Linked DNA regions of Triticum aestivum: region 1 is linked to region 2. The links are chromatin contacts, called in public Hi-C maps. All regions are on one chromosome and are shown on one strand. Each heading gives the region's core, a stretch centred on a gene start, on an enhancer-like site or on the middle of the called end of the contact. The rest is flanking DNA. Distances are from core to core; before and after follow the strand shown. Region 1 holds the start of LOC123137542 (phytosulfokine receptor 1-like). Region 2 has its middle 4.7 kb from the start of LOC123134255.

Evidence for each region. A called contact is a pair of places that touch in the nucleus more often than the background predicts.
Region 1: a Hi-C map of leaf shows a contact between it and region 2, with 4 times the contacts expected there. The contact joins the promoter of LOC123137542 here to the enhancer-like site in region 2. A contact is called at or near these places in 2 of 5 Hi-C or Micro-C datasets (both in leaf).

The regions. Positions count from the first base shown.
Region 1 is chr6B:475,620,663-475,625,635 of IWGSC CS RefSeq v2.1, reverse strand. LOC123137542 (phytosulfokine receptor 1-like) reads left to right here and starts at 2,498. Exons shown (of 1, transcript XM_044557334.1): 1 at 2,498-4,973. The coding sequence starts at 2,670. The region is part of intron 1 of LOC123137544 (a long non-coding RNA gene); the gene reads right to left.
Region 2 is chr6B:475,317,110-475,322,040 of IWGSC CS RefSeq v2.1, reverse strand. No RefSeq gene overlaps it. Among protein-coding and RNA genes, the nearest start is that of LOC123134255, 4.7 kb to the left of the region's middle. Within about 2 kb of position 2,695, at least 7 of the 8 cell types and tissues checked have an H3K27ac peak or open chromatin away from gene starts, as enhancers often do. A contact at or near this core is called in leaf, where this site is marked.

The DNA of each region.
Region 1 (4,973 bases), core at 1,249-3,748, 300 kb before region 2:
ATCGCACAGATGGCAGGTACTACAGCGACCTCCTCCCCAGCGGATCCGGCCTCCTCCGATGGAGATCCATCCTGGGCACCGCCTTATTCTCATGCGTGCACTTCTATATCAACGTCTCATTCCACCTCACCTGAGCCTTTACCTTCCCACCTCTGCTTCAGATCCACATCACTTTGCAAGGTATGTGCTTGATTGTTCCGAACTGGATCGATGGATTGTGCAAGGTACTTTGGGTGTCGTCATTGACGGCAGTTGTCACGCCATGCTACCATCGGAGGGGTCCCTCATCGATGATTAGGGTCTTCCGAACTGCACGAGCTCCATTGAGAAGGATGTTTTTAATTCTGGTTTTGCCTACATGCTTTCTTTGCCTGTATCTACTTAGGTAATGTCTTCTTATAGATAGTAGCTGCTGAAGTGGTGATCAAAGTTGTTCACTATAAGGAAACAACCATGATAACAAAAGTGTATATTCCCTGACCTTTGACCTGAAGTACTTTTTCATTAGAAACTTGCAACAGCCAGGCATTGAAATTAGCAACAGCTTCGTACGTACTGAACTAATTTGCAGCAACACGTACTGAACTAAGTTAGGTTATGCTCATCGTTCCAACATGCTTAGTGATAACCACCTAGCAAGCTGATCAAACATGAAAAAATTGAAGTGCTACTGCTAATCGTACTATTCTGAATGTGAAAATCTATTTAATTGGCTCTTCTCTAATTGTACACTTGCATAAATCTCAGATCTTGCAAATTACAGTATAACCATAAAAGTCATGCTTTGACTCCTATAGGGCCTTTTGCACTTTAATATGACTAATAATTTGCCTTAATATCACAGATTGTATTACTACCTTTCTAAGTGAATGACATTCAAGAAGGTCATCAAATAAAACCAAGAAATCCTTCTGGTATTGGAGTGTAGGAAAGTTGAGACTATAAAACCAAAAGGTTATATTTACGTTTATTAGAGAAGGTTCTTTACTTTTTATAGGAAAACACAAAATGTTGCGATGTAGAGTCTAGGTGGTGGGCCTCCTTGATCCACTTGGTGGATGAGGGCGACTCCGGTCCTGGCACCCATAGTGCCAGTGATCCAAAAATCATAGGGTCTGGATATAGCTCTAGCAGACGTATGCGGCTTGCGCATCGAGCTTGGTCGTCTCGAGCATGGAGATAGGCGAGTTGTAGACCAAGAGCTGGTACAGAGATAGGCGAGTTGTAGACAAGAGCTGGTGGGCAGCAAGAAACGCATGCACACCAAAGAACAAATCTGAGTCACATGCCTACTTCTATTGGTTTCTACAAAGAGCGGCTAGCTTAGATCTTAGACCAGTCGGTCACTGTCGAGGTCGCCAAGGTGATCTTACAGCACCGCCGTGGGGATTTCTCATGATTTTATGTAGGCAAGCCGCAAGCGGTGGTGGTGATTGGCTGGGTGGTGTCGCTGCCTTGGGAAGAGACGAAGTGATGGTAAAAGTAAGCAGGATCCGATGATTCTTCCGTGGGGATAGCCAAAGTCAAGATGTCGACTACAGACTCGTCGCAGACTTGCAGTGAACCTGGATGCGGCGAGCCTGATTTGTGGATCGATGGCGGGTCTTGACTTTGTTAGGCTGGAATTGGATGGTTGCGGAGGATGGTGTGCTTGGTTGGGTTCCCATGGAAGAATGTGGCCTCCTCGTGGATCTGGTCATGCCCATCCTAGAGAACATTGTCCCTAGCTCCCTCGAGGAGCAAGGACAGTGCAAGCGGCAGCAGGGGGTAGGGGTAGATGTGGGGAGGGATGTCGGCAGCTGCTCGAGGTCATCATGATGAAACCCTTGACGTCCCATCTTTATCAATGGAAGTGGAAGAGCACGAAGTCGAGATTGGATAGGAGTTTGAGTTCTTTTTGGCACCGATCGGTTCCCCACTTTAGAGATGTATTTTTTTGCGTGCGAGCAAACAGTGAGTTGATTCTAAAAGGGATAGGCACTTTTCAACAGAAGTGCATGACGGACCAAAAATATGACCTCATTTTATTCGTTTGATAGATATCGTATTATTCGTTGTTGTTCGTTCGGTGAAATTTCCTAATATTTGATTGTTGTGTTTCTAATTAGAGCACCCTATAATCACCCAATATGAGGGGATGATAAATGAAAGATACTGATTATAAATTTTGAAGAGCCCGTGGCAACGCACGGGCGTTATACTAGTCAGTCTGGTTCTTCGAAAATCTAGCAATATCCATTTTGTATGCAGGCCGTATCCTTCACCGGTCTGCTTTCACGCTGGTTATTAGATTCATTTCCAGAAAACAGCCAAAAGGAAGAAGGAAAGCGAGGATGAAAAGGACGGTTAGGCCAACTTTGAACGCAAGTCAAAAGATTTCCGACCGTGGATCTCTCTAGCAAGTTGACAGAGACAATCAATTTCCTCAAGAAAATTCACGACTCCCACGGCCGAGTGCCTGCACAATCACAGGTCAAAACCGGAGCACGCACCGGACCTCCTGCTATCATGTCCTATCGTCTCGCACCTCACCTCTCTCCCTCATCCCTCGCTGCCGCCATCATTGTTGCTTGGGGCCAAATGGCTTAGATATCACATAGCTCCTGAACACAACAAACAAGAATTTCTCTTCCCCATTCAAGAGCATCAGCATAGCTCTTCTTGGATCAATGGGGCATCTCTTGATGCAACGCACTGCCACATGGCCAAGCTGTTTCATCCTGTGGTGCTTGTCCGTGCAGCTTCTCTTCCTGTCTCCGGTCTACTCCCTCAACCAAAGCTCCTGCAACCCAGATGATTATGGTGCACTGGAAGGCTTGCTGAGAGGTGTCACCGGAGGCATCAGCGGCTGGACGCTCTCAAACACGACCTCAGAAGTGGCCAACTGCTGTGCATGGGTGGGGGTCACATGCGACGCCAGCGGCTGGGTCATCAGGCTGGACCTCCATGGCAGGAAACTCAAGGGCGAGCTGGCACCTTCGCTCGCACAACTGGGCCATCTCCAGTGGCTCAACCTCTCCGATAACAACCTCCGTGGTGCCATCCCTGCACCCCTCGTTCAGCTCCATCGGCTGCAGCGGCTCGATGTGAGCAACAACGAGCTCTCTGGCACATTCCCGGCCAACGTTTCGCTCCCGGTGATTGAGGTCTTCAACATATCCTTCAACTCATTCAGCGGCACCCATCCCACACTCCATGGTTCATCGCAGCTCACGGTGTTCGACGCAGGCTACAATATGTTCACCGGGAGGATTGATTCAAGCATCTGTGAGTCATCTCGAGTGATCCGTGTGATGAGATTCACATCGAATCTCTTTGCCGGGGAACTGCCGGAAGGCTTTGGAAACTGCACAAAGCTCGAGGAGCTATATGCCGAGCTCAACAGCATCTCCGGGAGCTTGCCAGACGGCATATTCAAGTTGCAATTTCTGAAGAATTTGTCTCTGCAGGAGAATCAGCTCACTGATAGGATGAGCCCGAGGTTTGGCAATCTGTCCAGCCTTGCTCAGCTGGACATTTCTTTTAATTCCTTCACTGGACACCTTCCAGATGTTTTTGGTAGGCTTGGCAAGTTAGAGTACTTCTCTGCACAGTCCAACCTCTTCAGAGGCCCATTGCCTGCTTCATTGTCTCAATCACCATCATTGAAGATGTTGTACTTGCGGAACAATTCACTGAATGGAAGGATCAACCTCAATTGCTTGAAGATGACACAACTGAGCTCACTTGACCTTGGGACAAATAAGTTTATTGGCACAATTGATAGCTTGTCAGATTGCCATCATCTCAGAAGCCTAAATCTTGGCACAAATAACCTCAGTGGCGAAATACCAGCTGATTTTAGAAAGCTTCAGTTTTTGTCCTACATCTCACTTTCGAACAACAGCTTCACAAATGTTTCCTCGGCATTATCTGTCCTTCAAGACTGTCCAAGCCTAACAAGCCTTGTGTTGACAAAGAACTTCCATGATGGGAAGGCCTGGCCGATGACTGGAATACATGGCTTTCATAAGATCCAGGTGTTTGCCATTGCTAATAGCCATCTTTCAGGAGCAATACCACCATGGTTAGCTAATTTCAGAGAATTGAAGGTCCTAGATTTGTCATGGAATCAACTGTCTGGGGATATTCCTGCATGGATTGGTGATCTCGAGTTTCTATTCTATGTGGATCTTTCTAACAATTCACTTACAGGGGTAATACCAAACAGTTTCTCGAGCATGAAGGGACTTCTTACATTCAACAGCTCACAGCAATCCACAGAGACTGATTATTTTCCTTTCTTCATTAAAAGGAACAAAACAGGCAAAGGGTTGCAGTACAAACAGGTTAGCAGCTTTCCACCGTCTCTAATTCTCAGCCATAACAAGCTCATAGGTGCCATATTGCCGGGCTTTGGGAGCCTCAAGAACCTGTATGTATTGGACCTCAGCAACAACAATATTTCTGGTATCATTCCTGATGAGCTATCAGGCATGTCTAGCTTGGAATCCTTGGATTTGTCACATAACAATCTCACCGGAAGCATTCCCTATTCATTGACAAAGTTGAATTTTCTATCAAGCTTCAGTGTGGCATACAATAATCTGATGGGCACAGTTCCATTAAGAGGGCAATTCTCAACATTCACTGGTTCTGATTATGAGGGGAACCCCAACCTTTGTGGCACCCGCTTTGGCTTATCCCCATGTCAGTCGAATCATGCTCCCATCATCTCTGCAACGGGAAATCGGAAGAACAAGGGTCTCATATTAGGAATAATTATTGGCATTGCAATTGGAGCAGCAATGGTTTTGTCTGTTGCTGTTGTACTTGCGTTGAAGAGAAGCTTCAGAAGGCAGGATCATATAGTTAAGGCTGTTGTGGATACAAATGTAGCATTCGAGTTGGCACCAGCGTCACTGGTACTTCTGTTTCAGAACGAAGATGATGACAAGGCATTGACTATCAGTGACATTTTGAAATCTACAAAC
Region 2 (4,931 bases), core at 1,446-3,945:
TGTTTATGTGCTTTGTACATGCACGACCAGTTCAGTAACTAGATGGCCTTTTCTACTGTACTGGTGCTGCTGCTTTTCACATTCTAGCTTATTTGAAAAGCGCCAACAGTGTGTGCCACATGTAAACAGTCCATGTTGAAAGAATAGAAGCAGAAGTGTGGAGATAATGTAATTGGTCAGTCAGGAAATTCAGTCTCAATGAGCTCAACTAATGACATGTGTGAGTTGAGCCCGAGGTCAATTTCAAAGTAACAGCAGCATTTTACTTTCCTTTTCATGTCAGTGGTCGATGGTACTTACATGTTGTATCGGGTTATCAAAGGACTGCAATCATATACATTTTATAAACAAATAAAACACTTTGATGAAGCATGTAGTAGACAAATAGTGCTACTGATAAATGGATTTTTATGTCAAACCACAAATGGTGTTTAGTGGGTCTCTGTGTCATTTTGCGCAATGGGAGATTACTCAAAAATACACATATTTTCAACATAGCATGATCTTCAATGAGATTCTATACTACAAAATTAAAATCTATAGGCACATCTCATTGTAGACAACAAACCTCCATTATTTCTTTATTAAAGAGGATTGATTTTATTTGCAAAAAGAAGGGTTAAATTTGTTACCATATGTGCTTGTCCACAACTAAAATAACTAAAGTAAGTTTTTTTTCAATGTGAATATGAATTCAATGGTTCTCTGCGTCATTTGGCACAATAGAAATAACTACAAGGATTTATTTGCATACGTATACATCCATAAATGTTTTAGGAGAGAATTACAACACATGATCTATGATGCCTAAAGAAAGATACGAGAAAAGTAAAAATCGCCACATAAAGAGGAGAAATGCAAGATCCGGATAAATGAGAACTAAATCCATGCATGCAGAGAAATCCGAAATCAAAGGAAAGGAGAAATTTCGCCTCTCTGGGAATGCTTATCTCGCCCAACTGAGGAACCGAGGAGGAAAAGGGGATAAACAAGCTCGATGGATTCAGTCCCTGTCGCTTCATATTCTACTACTGAAAGGCCACACAACTTTGTTCGTGGATGGGCTAGGTAGCGTATGGGCATTTCAAATACCTATGCATACATATGCACAGCACAAAGAGGTTTTTTTCATGCACATGAAAAATTAAAGTTTGGTACAAACACCGCTAAAAAATACATCCTTGAAAAGCTTCCTTAGCTGGTCTATACATGTCATACACTTTTTTTAAACTCGGATTACACAACATGCTAAACATATATTCAATATAGCATGGTTTAACACATGTAAGCATGTTTAAAAAATAGCATGATTTAGTTGAAGGTTCTTGCAGCATGAAACTATTTTCATCGACAGCATGTCTTCAGCAGGTCTCTGCGCCATTTGGTGCAATGGGTCAACTAGTATCCAAACCATTAGTGTCTTGGTAGTCCGCGGTAACGAGCAGAGACTCACGATCATGTGACCCCATCACCCCGTCTCGTGGACTTATGGTAAGGGCTAAGAATGCCTGGCAATGCCATGTAATTATCTCTCAGGTACCCTCCAGGTCAACCCGAGTTCACATCACTCGCGGGTACCCCTCGGGGCCAACCAAATGTCATCATGGTTCTGTGGTAAGTCAAAGTAACCGTGTGTCCAAAACAGCAAGGGGGGAACCCGAGGAATCACCCTCGATGGATTCCCACTCGATGTAACCATCAAGGTGGACTTGGAGGAATCACCCTCGATGGTCCACACTTGAGAGGTTGCATCACAGAGTCTTTATCGGGAGTGATGTAGGAGGAATCACCCTCGATAACCATGACCGAATAGCTACACTATAGGGTTAACATCAAAAGTGCTGACGAGGTATCGCTCTCGGCACTGGATAGTAACTCTGCAGAGTCGTACAACTAAGGGGGGATGATGTACAACTAAGGCCTGGACGTCGACCACATTGATTGATTCATCGGTCATCAAGCAAGGGCAACTAGGACAAGGTGAGGGGTCACTGGTGGATCACTAACCAGCCTATACTAAGCAGTTTAGGATAAACATGTAAGGTATGAAAGCAGTTAACAAAACAGGCTATCCATCATAATAGGATCATAAAAAAAGTAGCAGTTCTAATGCAAGCATGAGAGGGAAAGAAATGGGCGATATCGGAATGACCAAGTCGGGTTTGCTTGCCTGGAAGCTCTGTTGACAAGGAAGAAGGGTCGTCAGTGATGTAGTCGATCGAAGTGGCAGCATCGGTCTCAGGGTCTACTAGAGAGAAGAGGGGGAAAACAATAAATATAAAGCAAACAGGGCATCACAATAAATGAGTCAGCAATACGTCATGCTAGGGGTGACATCTCGCCGTGCTACATGTTGTAGACGGAAAGAGAAAACATCCGGAGAGGTTTTCCCGGTGTTTGGTATTTTTCGGACAGACGAAAGAGAGGGGATGGTTCCATGTTCAGTATGCCAGGGGCATGTGCCAGATGAACAGACCGCATATTTGGATTTGTTGTATTTTTCTGAACAACTTTCATATATAAATTATTTTCATCCGAGTTGTGAATTATTTTATATGATTTTCTAAAGTTTTAAACATTTTTCTGAAATTGTTTTAATTAAATAATTCGAAAAAACGCAGAAAAGGGGCTGGGTGCACCGGGTGCAGTGCACCCAGCTATGTGTTGTGGGGCTAATAGTGGGCCAATGGGGCCTAGTTGACCCAGCAAACATTGACTAGTCCAGGGGAAATAGTGTAGGCGGGTCCCACTCATTATTGACTCTGTTTTAGCAGCTTAATTATTTTGGGTTAACTAACAGGAGATGGCCCACCTATAAGTGAGATTAGGACTAACTAACATATTTAGTTTAAACCTAATAGGGCCGGCCCCACTTGTCAGGGAGCCAGCCGGCCACTACACGCTGCGCAGCGCGCACTGCAGCAGAGCAACGGCGGGCACGACGAAGGGCTCAGTGGATCATGGTGTGGTGGCAGCGGCGAGCTCGCGGGGCGCGGACGGAGGCTGCCGATGGCGGCAGCGGCAGCGGCGTAGGTGGGGCATGCACCGGGGAGCGGTGGGGAGGTTCGGCGACAGCGGTCCAACTGTAGGCAACAGAGGCATCGGGTGCGGCAGTGGCGAGGCCACACACGGGCGCCGGGCTGCCCAGGCGGGCGGAGCACGGCGGAAGCATGGACAGGGGGCGGCTGGGCATGACCAGAAGCATGCTTTGGCGAGGTTCAGGGGCACGGCAGGTCGCAGGCGGGCACGGGCAGCCGCGACAGCTGCGGGAGCAGCACGCGGGCCTAGGCGAGCGAGGGCGCGTGGGTCTGCGCGAGCATGCACATGGAGGGCTAGTAGCAGTGTGGGGGAAGGCAGGGCGCGACGGCCACGGGCGCGGCGATAACGAGCTCCTCGGGAGCTCGGGCGCGACACCGGGAGCGACCTACGGCATGGGGACGAGCTAAAGGGGAGGAGGAGGAGGGGCAGTGGCTCACTACCATTGCAGGGAAGGCCCGGGGAACACGCGTGGCGTTCGGAGACGATGGAAGCAGCAGCGACCCGAGGCGGACGGAGGTCGAAGACGGAGAGGTAGTGGGCGCTCCGGCTCCTCCCAGCTTGAGCTCGTGGACGGGGAAGATGTAGCAGACACCGACGAAGTGGAAGGGCATGTTGGGGGCGCCTGGGGACAGCGGGGCCTGCGGTGGTGGTCCGGCGACGGTGATGACGATGCGTCGGCGAGGTGGAGGGAAGGAGATCTGGTAGGGAGAGGGAGAGGCGGAGAGGGCGGGGCAGTGAGCGAGGGTGAGGACCGAGGAGGCAGGGGAGGATCGTCCTTATCCCGACGCTGTTGCGGCATGGGGCGGCGACCATGCCTACGGTCTCACAAAGAGGGAAGGCGATATGGGGGAACGAGTTGTCCTGGCTGGGCCGCTCGGTTGGGCTAAGGTCCAGTGGGGGGCAGGGGGCCTCCTCTTTTTTCCTTTTATTTTTATTTTCCTTTTGGTTTTCTTTTAAAACTTTTTTGTTTTCATTTTAAAACCAAAAGCAAAATAGTTTTACAAATCATAAAACTTACACTTAAAATATGAGTATAATTTGGGATACTGCCATATAAGTTTAACATTTAAATAAAATATTTAGTAATTTTACAATTTAAAAAGGCAATTAAGTTATCCATTAGGCCATTTTTTATTTAGTTTAGGGCAGTTAAGCACCTTATAAAAAGGCTGGTTCACCACCAATATTAACAAATGATTATTTGCCACATGATGAACATTTTAGATTTCATGTTTGTGAAATTTTGAATTTTACTTAGTATTTGAATTTGAATTCAAGTGGAATTTGAAAAGAGATAGGATCAAAGATGATCATGCATTGTTTAGCAAAAAAATAGATTAATCCCAGGGTGTTACTGTAGCATGATACTCGGGGTGTTACAAATCTCCTCTAGTATAAGAAATCTCGTCCCGAGATTTAAGAGGTGTAGTATGGGGAAAGTTCTGGTTACGAAATTCTAACGGATCTTCCCGTTCTTGGTTGCCCTTTTCGAAGAGGTCGATCCATTACATTGATGCCTTCATTTATCTGCTTCAGTCCATCATGACGAAGTCATCATCCTTTCTTTGAAAACTCCATCGCACTTACAAAAATTATTAGGGGTAAATTTGGGAGAACGGACCTCTACAAGGTCGCTTATCTGGTAGGTTACATTGGGGAAGGTGGCGGAAAGTAACTCTCGAATTGAAGCTTTAGAAAATATCAAGAGCCAAGTAAGAAGGTATGATACGTCTCCAACGTATCTATAATTTTTGATTGTTCCATGCTATTATATTATCTATTTTGGATGTTTAATGGGCTTTAATATGCTCTTCTATATTATTTTTGGGACTAACTTATTAACCGAAGGCCCAGTGCTAGTTTCTGTTTTTTTTTGCCTATTTTAGAGTTTT